Regions from separate parts of the Oryctolagus cuniculus genome. Here region 2 is linked to region 1. A link is a contact called in public Hi-C data. All regions are on one chromosome and are shown on one strand. The core of a region is the stretch at or near the end of the contact, and the rest is flanking DNA. Distances in the headings are between cores, read along the strand shown.

What was found. Hi-C and Micro-C count contacts between places; a contact is called where the count stands out from the background.
Region 2: a Hi-C map of an unstated tissue shows a contact between it and region 1, with 6 times the contacts expected there. The contact joins the enhancer-like site here to the promoter of BTG1 in region 1. A contact is called at or near these places in 3 of 6 Hi-C or Micro-C datasets (ear pinna, psoas muscle and an unstated tissue).

Annotation. Positions count from the first base shown.
Region 1 is chr11:94,988,804-94,993,256 of mOryCun1.1, reverse strand. BTG1 (BTG anti-proliferation factor 1) reads left to right here and starts at 2,542. Exons shown (of 2, transcript XM_051845746.2): 1 at 2,542-3,007; 2 at 3,901-4,453. The coding sequence starts at 2,860. The coding sequence ends at 4,268.
Region 2 is chr11:95,454,328-95,458,780 of mOryCun1.1, reverse strand. No RefSeq gene overlaps it. Among named protein-coding and RNA genes, the nearest start is that of PLEKHG7, 150 kb to the left of the region's middle. Within about 2 kb of position 2,675, at least 1 of the 8 cell types and tissues checked has an H3K27ac peak or open chromatin away from gene starts, as enhancers often do.

The sequences.
Region 1 (4,453 bases), core at 1,293-3,792:
GTTTTGACTAATTTCTAAAATTTTTAGTGCTTTGCAAATGTTCTAGGTTTCAGTAATGATCAAAATTGCATGGTAATAATATGAGAAGCTGATGACCATGTGAGTGCTTACTTCGTGCTGGCCACAGTGCTCATTAGTCTCTGTGGTTTATCCCACTCCATGCTCACAACCACCTTCATTTTCTTTAGGAGATCACTATGCCAAGAGGGCAGATAACTTGCCTAAGGACACCGTGCCTGGTGCTGGGTTTGTAAACAGCTGAGACAGCGCTCCAGTTTAGGAGAAAGTGCCTTTATAATTCAAAGGCTGTCTGGACATTAGGGCTTCTTTCCTGGAAATGAAGGCCTTGAAAAAACTTATGGAAAGTGTAATCATACACATATATATGTCCAGAATTGAAATGTGTTGGTAATTAGCACTGCTGGCTTGCGTTTAGGGAGAGTATTTATTTCCATTTTCTTCTGATGAGCCTCTAGACCCCACAGGTCAAATAATAATTTCTTAAGTCCATATGTTTCTTAAGGAGAGGATGTAAAGTGGGATACACACATACGATGAAAAACTCAGTGGGGGGAATAACCGGCGCGTGTGTGTGGGTTAAGCCTTGTGTTAACCCTGTTCAATATAAAGCTCTCTAAAGCAGTCCTGCTGCTGCTTGGGAAGGCAGTTAAAAAATAGAGAAAACTTAGAGTTGGGAGAAGTCTGAGTTGTAGACTTTATTAATTCTGTTCTGCAGATGAGTCCCTTTAAACTGGAAATTATTGAGACTTGAAGTGGGAGACCAGGCACGAATGATGAAAACTTTCATTTGATTGCTAACCTGTGCTCTCATGACTGATCCTGTAAGAGCAAAGGACAGAGCATGTGACGAAGGGTGAGAGGGATTAAGAGGGACACCTAGGACTGGTACCCAGAGGGCTGTTTCCTCTAGGTCTATGGTGACTTCATGGATCTTTCCCCTTTTTGAGTAGTGAAAGAGGTTTCATACTCCCCCCCCCCCCGCCATAATGATGTTTATTTATAAGTACACTTCTGTCTGTAAAGTTCTAGAAGAGGGGAAAAGGCATCTTATTTGTCATTAGTTATGATGAGAAAGAGAAAATTAATACTTCCAACATTATCCTCAAAGCACTTAAGTTACTTCACATGTAACTATCTATTAATGAAAAATAACCTATATTCTTTCAAATCCAGTGTCACGTTCTTTCAGTTAAAAAATCCTTTTCTTTCAACTTTATAAGAAGTGCTATTTTGCTCCTTTTCTATACCGTTTGATTCAGTACGAAAAAGAAAGAATTCACAGCGGTGCGTTTTGCTGTACTGATGACCAACGAAGCTCAGACTATTTGTTTTCCATCTGGTAGAGTTCAGCTTCTGCCTCTTGTTTGCTTTCTCCATCTGCCTGCGTAGACTTCATCCTTTATTTTCCCCTCCTCCATAATGGAGTTGCTTAACCCTGTCTAGACCTAAACGTTTTAGCAGGATCACGCCTTCTTCCCGCTCTGTTTTCCAAAGTTTTGCAAGCGGAGTTTTAAATAAATCTAGACGTCTTCATTCATAGTTCTACCAGCTTCCAGTTTTCCTTTTCTTCCGTTTTTATAAGGAGCAGCAGAACGCGAAGGCTTGAACCACATTTGCACTAGGGGGAAAAATACACGTTTTAAAAATGCATCGTGCAGTCTCCTTTTTAATCCGTAACGGGGCTCTACAGGATCCGTGTTGTTATAACTGGGTTTCCTATTCGCAGTAAACCGGGTACGGTAACACGTCCCTCTTCTCTTCGCCTCCCGAAGCAACCACAAATGGCCTTACTAACCTACTTACGCTGCGACTGAAGTTCTCCCAAACACATCCCCGGACTCCCGCCCCGGGGGGAGCGGACGAGGACCCCGGCTCGCAGAGGCTGCAGTCGGCTTCCTCCGGGCTTGCCCACCCCCCCGGACCCCCGCTCCCCGACTTTCCCAGGCGCCCGCACCCCGCACCCCGCCGCGCCGTACACTCCTGGGGCCGGTGATCCCGAGCTGAGACGGCGTGTGAACGCGGAGTGCGCCCGTGGCCCCGAGCTGCGGACCTGCAGCCCGATCGCGGCGGCCGCGGAGCGCGCGCACACACTGCCAGCTCCGGGAGGCTCCCAGCACACCGCACTTCACCCCGCGGCGCACAGAGGTCTGGCGGTGCGTGCTTGCAGAAGGATGCACTGGCGCCCGGCCCCGACTCGCTCCAGCGAGGCGGAGCTCGGGGTGGTGGGCGGAGCTTTCACACGCGCACCCTCGGCTCCCTCGGTTCCCCAACACGGCAAGTCGGTCTCCGGCCGCCTCTCGGGGTTTATTTGTTTACAAGCGGATTACGTCAACTCCTCCCTCTCTTCTCCGTCTCTGGACCCACCCCCCTGAGCCCTTTTCCCGCCCCCTCCGTCTCCGAATCTGCTTGCGTCACAATGGTGCGATCTCCGGATTGGCTGGAGCCGGCCGTCACGCTCCAGCTACGCCACTTCCGTTCCGCGGCGCTATAAAAAGTGCTGCACGGCGGCCGCATCTCTTCGCCCCTCGGAGCTGGAAATGCGACTGTTGGGGTTGTCGGAGGCTACGGAGCTGGAGGCGGAGGCGGCTGGGGAGGTCCGAGCGATGTGACCAGGCCGCCGTCGCTCGTCTCTTCCTCTCTCCCGCCGCCTCCTGTCTCGAAAATAACTTTTTTTACTCTTAAAAAAAAAGGGGAAAAAAAAAAAGTAGCCGACTGCCCCTCACGCCCTCTCTTCCTCTCAGCCCTCTGACCTGTGAGGGAGCCCGGGGTGGCCGCTCCGCTGTCGGGGCCGCGCTGCCGAGCCCCGGCCGCCCCGGGCTGCCCCCGCCCGCCGCCCCCATGCATCCCTTCTACACTCGGGCCGCCACCATGATAGGCGAGATCGCCGCCGCCGTGTCCTTCATCTCCAAGTTCCTCCGCACCAAGGGTCTCACGAGCGAGCGACAGCTGCAGACCTTCAGCCAGAGCCTCCAGGAGCTGCTGGCAGGTGAGCGGGCGGCGAGGGGGCGCCGAGAGGGGGCCGCGGGACCCCGCACCCCGACTGCGGGAGCCGTGGCAGCAGCCGGGGGCCGGCGGCGCTCCTGTCCCTCGGCGGGACGTGGCGGACGGCAGCCGGCGGCCGCCAGCGGTGGGTCCCAGGGAGGGCTGGGGAGCCGGGCTGGTCAGCGGAGGGGAGAAGGAAACAGACTCACAACAAAGAAACTAAAGCCGCCCGAGGTGGGGGGGGGTGGGGGGGCCGCGGTCCGAGGACCGTCGGCGGGTTTGGGGACAAAGGAGCTGCGGGGCTGGGGTGGTTCGACGCCCCCTCCCCCCACCCCAAGCCCCTTTCCGACCGTTGCGGGGTGGGCGCCCGGGCCCCCCGGGGTGGTGCCCCGGAGCCTGCTCGGGACGGACGTGCCGTCTGGCCGCACCTCCTGCCCCTGCCTATTAATCATCAGATTTGTCACCGGTACAATTAGAGCCCTGCCCAGAGCGTGGTTTAGGGTTGCTTGTTTTTCTTCCCTTCGGGGTTCACAGTCCGGTGGCGCTTCTCTGCTCCGGAGCCATAAACTCCATTGTGTGAGGCCAGGGTGGGGTGGAGAAAGTAAACAGGTTCCCGCCTGGCCGCCGGGGCCAGCCGGCTCCCCGGCTGGCGGAGGCTGCGCGCCCGAGTCCTGTTTTGGCGGCTCGACCGGTTGGGTTCCTGGAGACGGATGTGTCCCGTGCTACTCCCATGGTCTTTCCAAAGCCCTGCCCACTCTTGCCCCATCCCCGCAACAGCCGCGAGTGCGGTCCTGGCCGTTTGCAAAAAGTTGGTAGTTTTTCACGTCCGGCTCCGCGAAGGAGCGGCGCCGACAGTCAAGATGTAAGCATTGTTTTCTCTGTTCTTTTCTCCTGTAGAACATTATAAACACCACTGGTTCCCAGAAAAGCCGTGCAAGGGATCGGGTTACCGTTGTATCCGCATCAACCATAAAATGGATCCTCTGATTGGACAGGCAGCACAGCGGATTGGACTGAGCAGTCAGGAGCTGTTCAGGCTTCTCCCAAGTGAACTCACACTCTGGGTTGACCCCTACGAAGTGTCCTACAGAATTGGAGAGGATGGCTCCATCTGCGTGCTGTACGAAGCCTCACCAGCAGGAGGTAGCACTCAAAACAGCAGCAACGTGCAAATGGTAGACAGCAGAATCAGCTGTAAGGAGGAACTTCTCTTGGGCAGAACAAGCCCCTCCAAAAACTACAATATGATGACTGTATCAGGTTAAGATATAGTCTGTGGATGGATCATCTTATGATGGATGGATAAATTTGATTTTTGCTTTGGGTGGGCTCCTCTTGGGGATGGATTATGGAATTTAAACCATGTCACAGCTGTGAAGATCTGGCACAAGATAGAGTGGTAAAAAAAAATTTTTTTAAGTGACAGTGCCATAGTTTGGACAGTACCTTT
Region 2 (4,453 bases), core at 1,426-3,925, 470 kb before region 1:
AATGTGAAAAAACTGACAGCATGGAGGGTGTGTGCAAAGACCCTGTGGCAGAAGCAAAGAACTTTTAGTCTGTGGTAGGTACATGTTTGTGGCCCATGGGAAGAATTTGGTTCGCAAATGTTTGTTTTGACTTACAGACTATTTTGTAAAGATTTGAGCCCAGAAGAACAAATGTTACTTGAATATCCTGTTAAAACTCTTCTCAAAAAATAAAATCATGAGATTTGACAATGCTTGGGCTTCATCATGGCAACAATGGCAAGCAATATAAGTGATATCAGCCCCAATTCAGGGGATGCATACCTACTCCACTTCTTCAAATTTTCTGCTGCTTCTTGTTTCCCTAACACTGAAGCAAGGGGTTAATTATCATTTATCATGTTTTTATTGTATGTTTTCTTAATGTGGAGTTATTTCTCTATATTCTTGTCTCCACTGAAAATTAAAGATAGATGAAGATCATGTGCTTTTCCTCTAGCTTAGTGTGTGCCACTCATGCATCTGATTGGTTGGTGCCTGTGGGCATTTCAATCCCACCTCCCTTTGGAGGAAATAGAATAAAGGCTGTTAGCCTGAACCACTGTGTAAGAGCCTAAAATACATCAGCTCTTCTCTCAACTGCAAATGCTTAATGACAATGGGATGTTGTTTATCCCTGGTAAATTCCACCACATGGCAGGCCTAGAGAGCTGAGTGTACAGTTGGTTTTTAGGCAAAGATATAAAAAAATGCTAGTTTTACATTTTCAAATGTAGGACTGTACCTGTTTTTAATTGCTACTCAATTTATTAAGCCTTTATACTATATTAAGCAAAAATAAACCTCTAGATTCCCTGCCCTGGAGAACGTATGTTTCCCATTCCTCCCCTCTTCAGATAAATTAATCTATCTCCAAACTGCTGTTCCTATTAGCAAGGCAACAAAAATTAATTTTGAACCTTTCCTAAATGTTTATAAACATGTCAGGTAGTATAGGCATCTCTGGTAAGCACCCTGGACTGTGACCTAAGAAGCCAGTTTATTTTATACCACTAATTATGTTCTCCAAAGGCAAAGTGTAAATCATGTCACATACTCAGAACACAAGGGCTGCACTTGGGGGAAACTTGCTGTATGTGAATCTCTGTAAAACAAAGAACTCAAGTGTAATGTGAAAGTTCACTTTTCATATATTCTTTTCCTAGAGAAAAGTATCAGTGTTTTAACAAAATACATTTGCACCCTATATGTGGTATGTCTAAAATCTCAGTTTCCTTATATAATAGCTAAAATTAGCTGATTTTTGTGTTTGCCTTTTTACATTCTGGTATGTAGTTTTCCCATTGGCTTGCTTTTCTCTTTTCTGTGTGTTGACAAGTGTGATCAAGTTCTGTTACAAATCAAAGCCTCAGCTCAAGTTCAACCAGCAGAGGGTACTGTTTGAGCACTTAAGTGGACTTAGATCATTGTGTTTCCTAGCCAAAGAGAACAATATCTGAATAATAGGCTGGGATGATATTCAATAGGCAAGATGCTGGCAAGATAGTATGCCCCAATGATCATGTTTCAGCCTTGTTTTGCAGAAAATTCCCTTTGTTCTCTGCTGCTCAAAAGAACAGTCCTTCAAAATGCACCCATAATTCCTGGATTAATGTATATGTTTAGAATGTAGTTGTAGAGGGTGGTGAGGGAAATGAAGGGGTGCTATCTGTGTCTAAATTTACTAAGTCTTTATATGTGTTTAGGTTTAGGGTTCTGAATCAAGATAGCAGCTCCATGTGTTCTCAGCTTTCTGGTGAATGATCATGAATAATTCCTGTAGTAGCAAATGACACAATATAATAATCAAGCATTCTCTGCACATTGTAGATCAATGAACACAGATGTCTCCTAAGGGAGGGAAATTTTGAAAGATGCTTTATATCTTATTGGGGTTCAGTGCGTCAGAATTAGTTAAAGGCTGTTGATCAAAATAAAGTGAGCCTCTCCTCATTCTGAAATCATGTTTGACATTAAATACATTATAGAAGAATCAGTTAACTTTTATAAAAATTTGATCAAGTTATATATAATTAGTGGATTACACATTTTTTAGTAAAATTTACATACTAGTTCCTTTATGTTCGTCATTTAAAAAATCTTAAAAAGCAAAAAAAAAATCTCATAGTAACAAAAACAAAAGACAGAAGTACTTGGGCTGAAAAGCAAGATTTCTCTGTCACACTCTTCTTTTTACTCTTTTTACTCCTTGTATGGGGCTTCTAAATTTATGACATTTTCTTGGTTTAGTTCGTATCTCAATAATGTGTTTTTACTACCATTTCTTGAATTATTAGTTTTAGATATCATATTTTGTTTTCCTGTACTGATACTTGAGAGTGTAACTTGGTTTAATTGCTCAATACCACCTATTGGTCATATTCTTAGATTACTGCTATGTGATTATAATCATCTATGCTACTTTATATAAAATACTGATTTCCATAACAATGGGCTACTTTGATTTGTGTCATTTTTAAAAAAAATATTTATTGCTTATTTGAAAGTCACAGCGACAGAGAGAGAAGAAAAGAAACAGAGAGAAATATCTTCCATCCACTGGATTACTCCCCAGATGGTTGCAACAGCCAGGACTGGTCTAAGCCAAAGCGAAGAGCCAAGAACTCCCACATGGGTGACAGGGGCGCAAGTAGTTGGGTCATTATCAGCTGCCTTCCCAAGTGTATTAACAGGAAGCTGGACTGGAAACAGTAGTCAGGAGTTGTTCTGAGCACAACACTAGTCTCTGAGTTCATATCTTTTCGATTCTTCTCTGCCAAGAGAGTTTTAAAAGTTTCCAGAAAGTTCCTTCCTCTGAAACCACTTCTGAAAGAATGCCTTCATCCTTTTCCTCTTATCTGCTATGATCCTACAAGCCCCCACATTTTATGTGAAGTGAACCTCTTTGGATGCTCTTCCTCTGTTACCATGTCTTCATCTAATTTGCGTCTTTCAAAAAATTGGCTGAACTCTTTTATCAGCTCAAATTCACTTTGTATTCTTATTTTACCTTAAAAATGTGTACCTATTTGTATTTTTTTAACTAACATTTCAGTGGGATTTTTCAAGTGTATAATCTGCCATCTTAATCTGGAAGTCCATGTTAATTTTTTTTTTTAATTTATTTTTAAAGAAATAACAAATTTCAGGGCTGGTGCCGTGGCTCACTTGGTTTATCCTCCACCTGTGGTGCCGGCATCCCTTATGGGCACTGGGTTCTAGTGCCGGTTGCTCCTCTTCCAGTCTAGCTCTCTACTGTGGCCCGGGAGGGCAGTGGAGGATGGACCAAGTGCTTGGGCCCCTGCACCTGCATGGGAGACCGGGAAGAAGCACCTGGCTCCTGGCTTGGATCGGCGCAGCGCTGGCCGTGCAGCCATTTGGGGGGCGAACCAACGGAAGGAGGACCTTTCTCTCTCTCTCTCTATCACACTGTCTATAACTCTACCTGTCAAATAAATTAAAAAAAGAAATACAAATTTCATAAGTACAACTTTAGGAATATAATTATTCTTCCCACCGTATTATCCCTTTAACTCACACTCCCACCCAGCCTCCTCCTCCCTCTCCACTTGTCGGTCTTATTCTCCGTTAAGATTCATTTTCAATGAACTTTGTACACAAATGAGCAACTAATTACTAAGTAAAGGTTTCAACAATTTATATACACATACAAACACACACACAAATAACTGAGAACTGGTTTTATAGTTAACTCTCAGTACATTGAGACAGAGGTCTTGTATGGGGAGTTAGTGCAGTTACTCCTGTTGATAATTTAACAATTAATACTTTTATGTATGATGTCAGTGACCACCTGAGGCTCTTGAAATGAACTCCATAGGCTATGGAAGCCTTTGAGTCCACAAACTCTGTCAATATTTGGACAAGGCCATAAGTAAAGTGGAAGTTCTCGCCTCCCTTTAGAGAAAAGTAAATCCTTTTTTGATGGACAGTTCTTTCCACTGGCGTCTCACAGAGATCCTTCATGTAGGTTATTTTTTGCAACAATGTCTTGGTTTCCATAGCTGAAATGCTTTCATGGGCATAAGGGCTGATTCTGAGGTCAGAATGTTACTTAAAGCAATTGTAATTCTATGAGTCTGCTGTGTGGACTGCTTCCCATGTTGGACATGCTCTCCTTTTTAATTCTATCTGTTATTATTACTGGGCACATGATCCTATTTTTATGATCTCTTTAACACTTAATCCTTTATATGTTCATTTTAACACTTAATATGTTCACTTTAACAGTTAAGATGGCTTATTACCACCAAGTTTAATGGGATTTGGAGTCCCATGACAAGTTCATAAATTGTACCCTTAAAGGTAAATCTGATAAGGAATATATGCAGAACTATACAGCTTTACAGTTACAAACTCCCTTCTCCCTCTGTTATTACCACTCTTATTTTTTACTGAGATTCATTTTCAATTG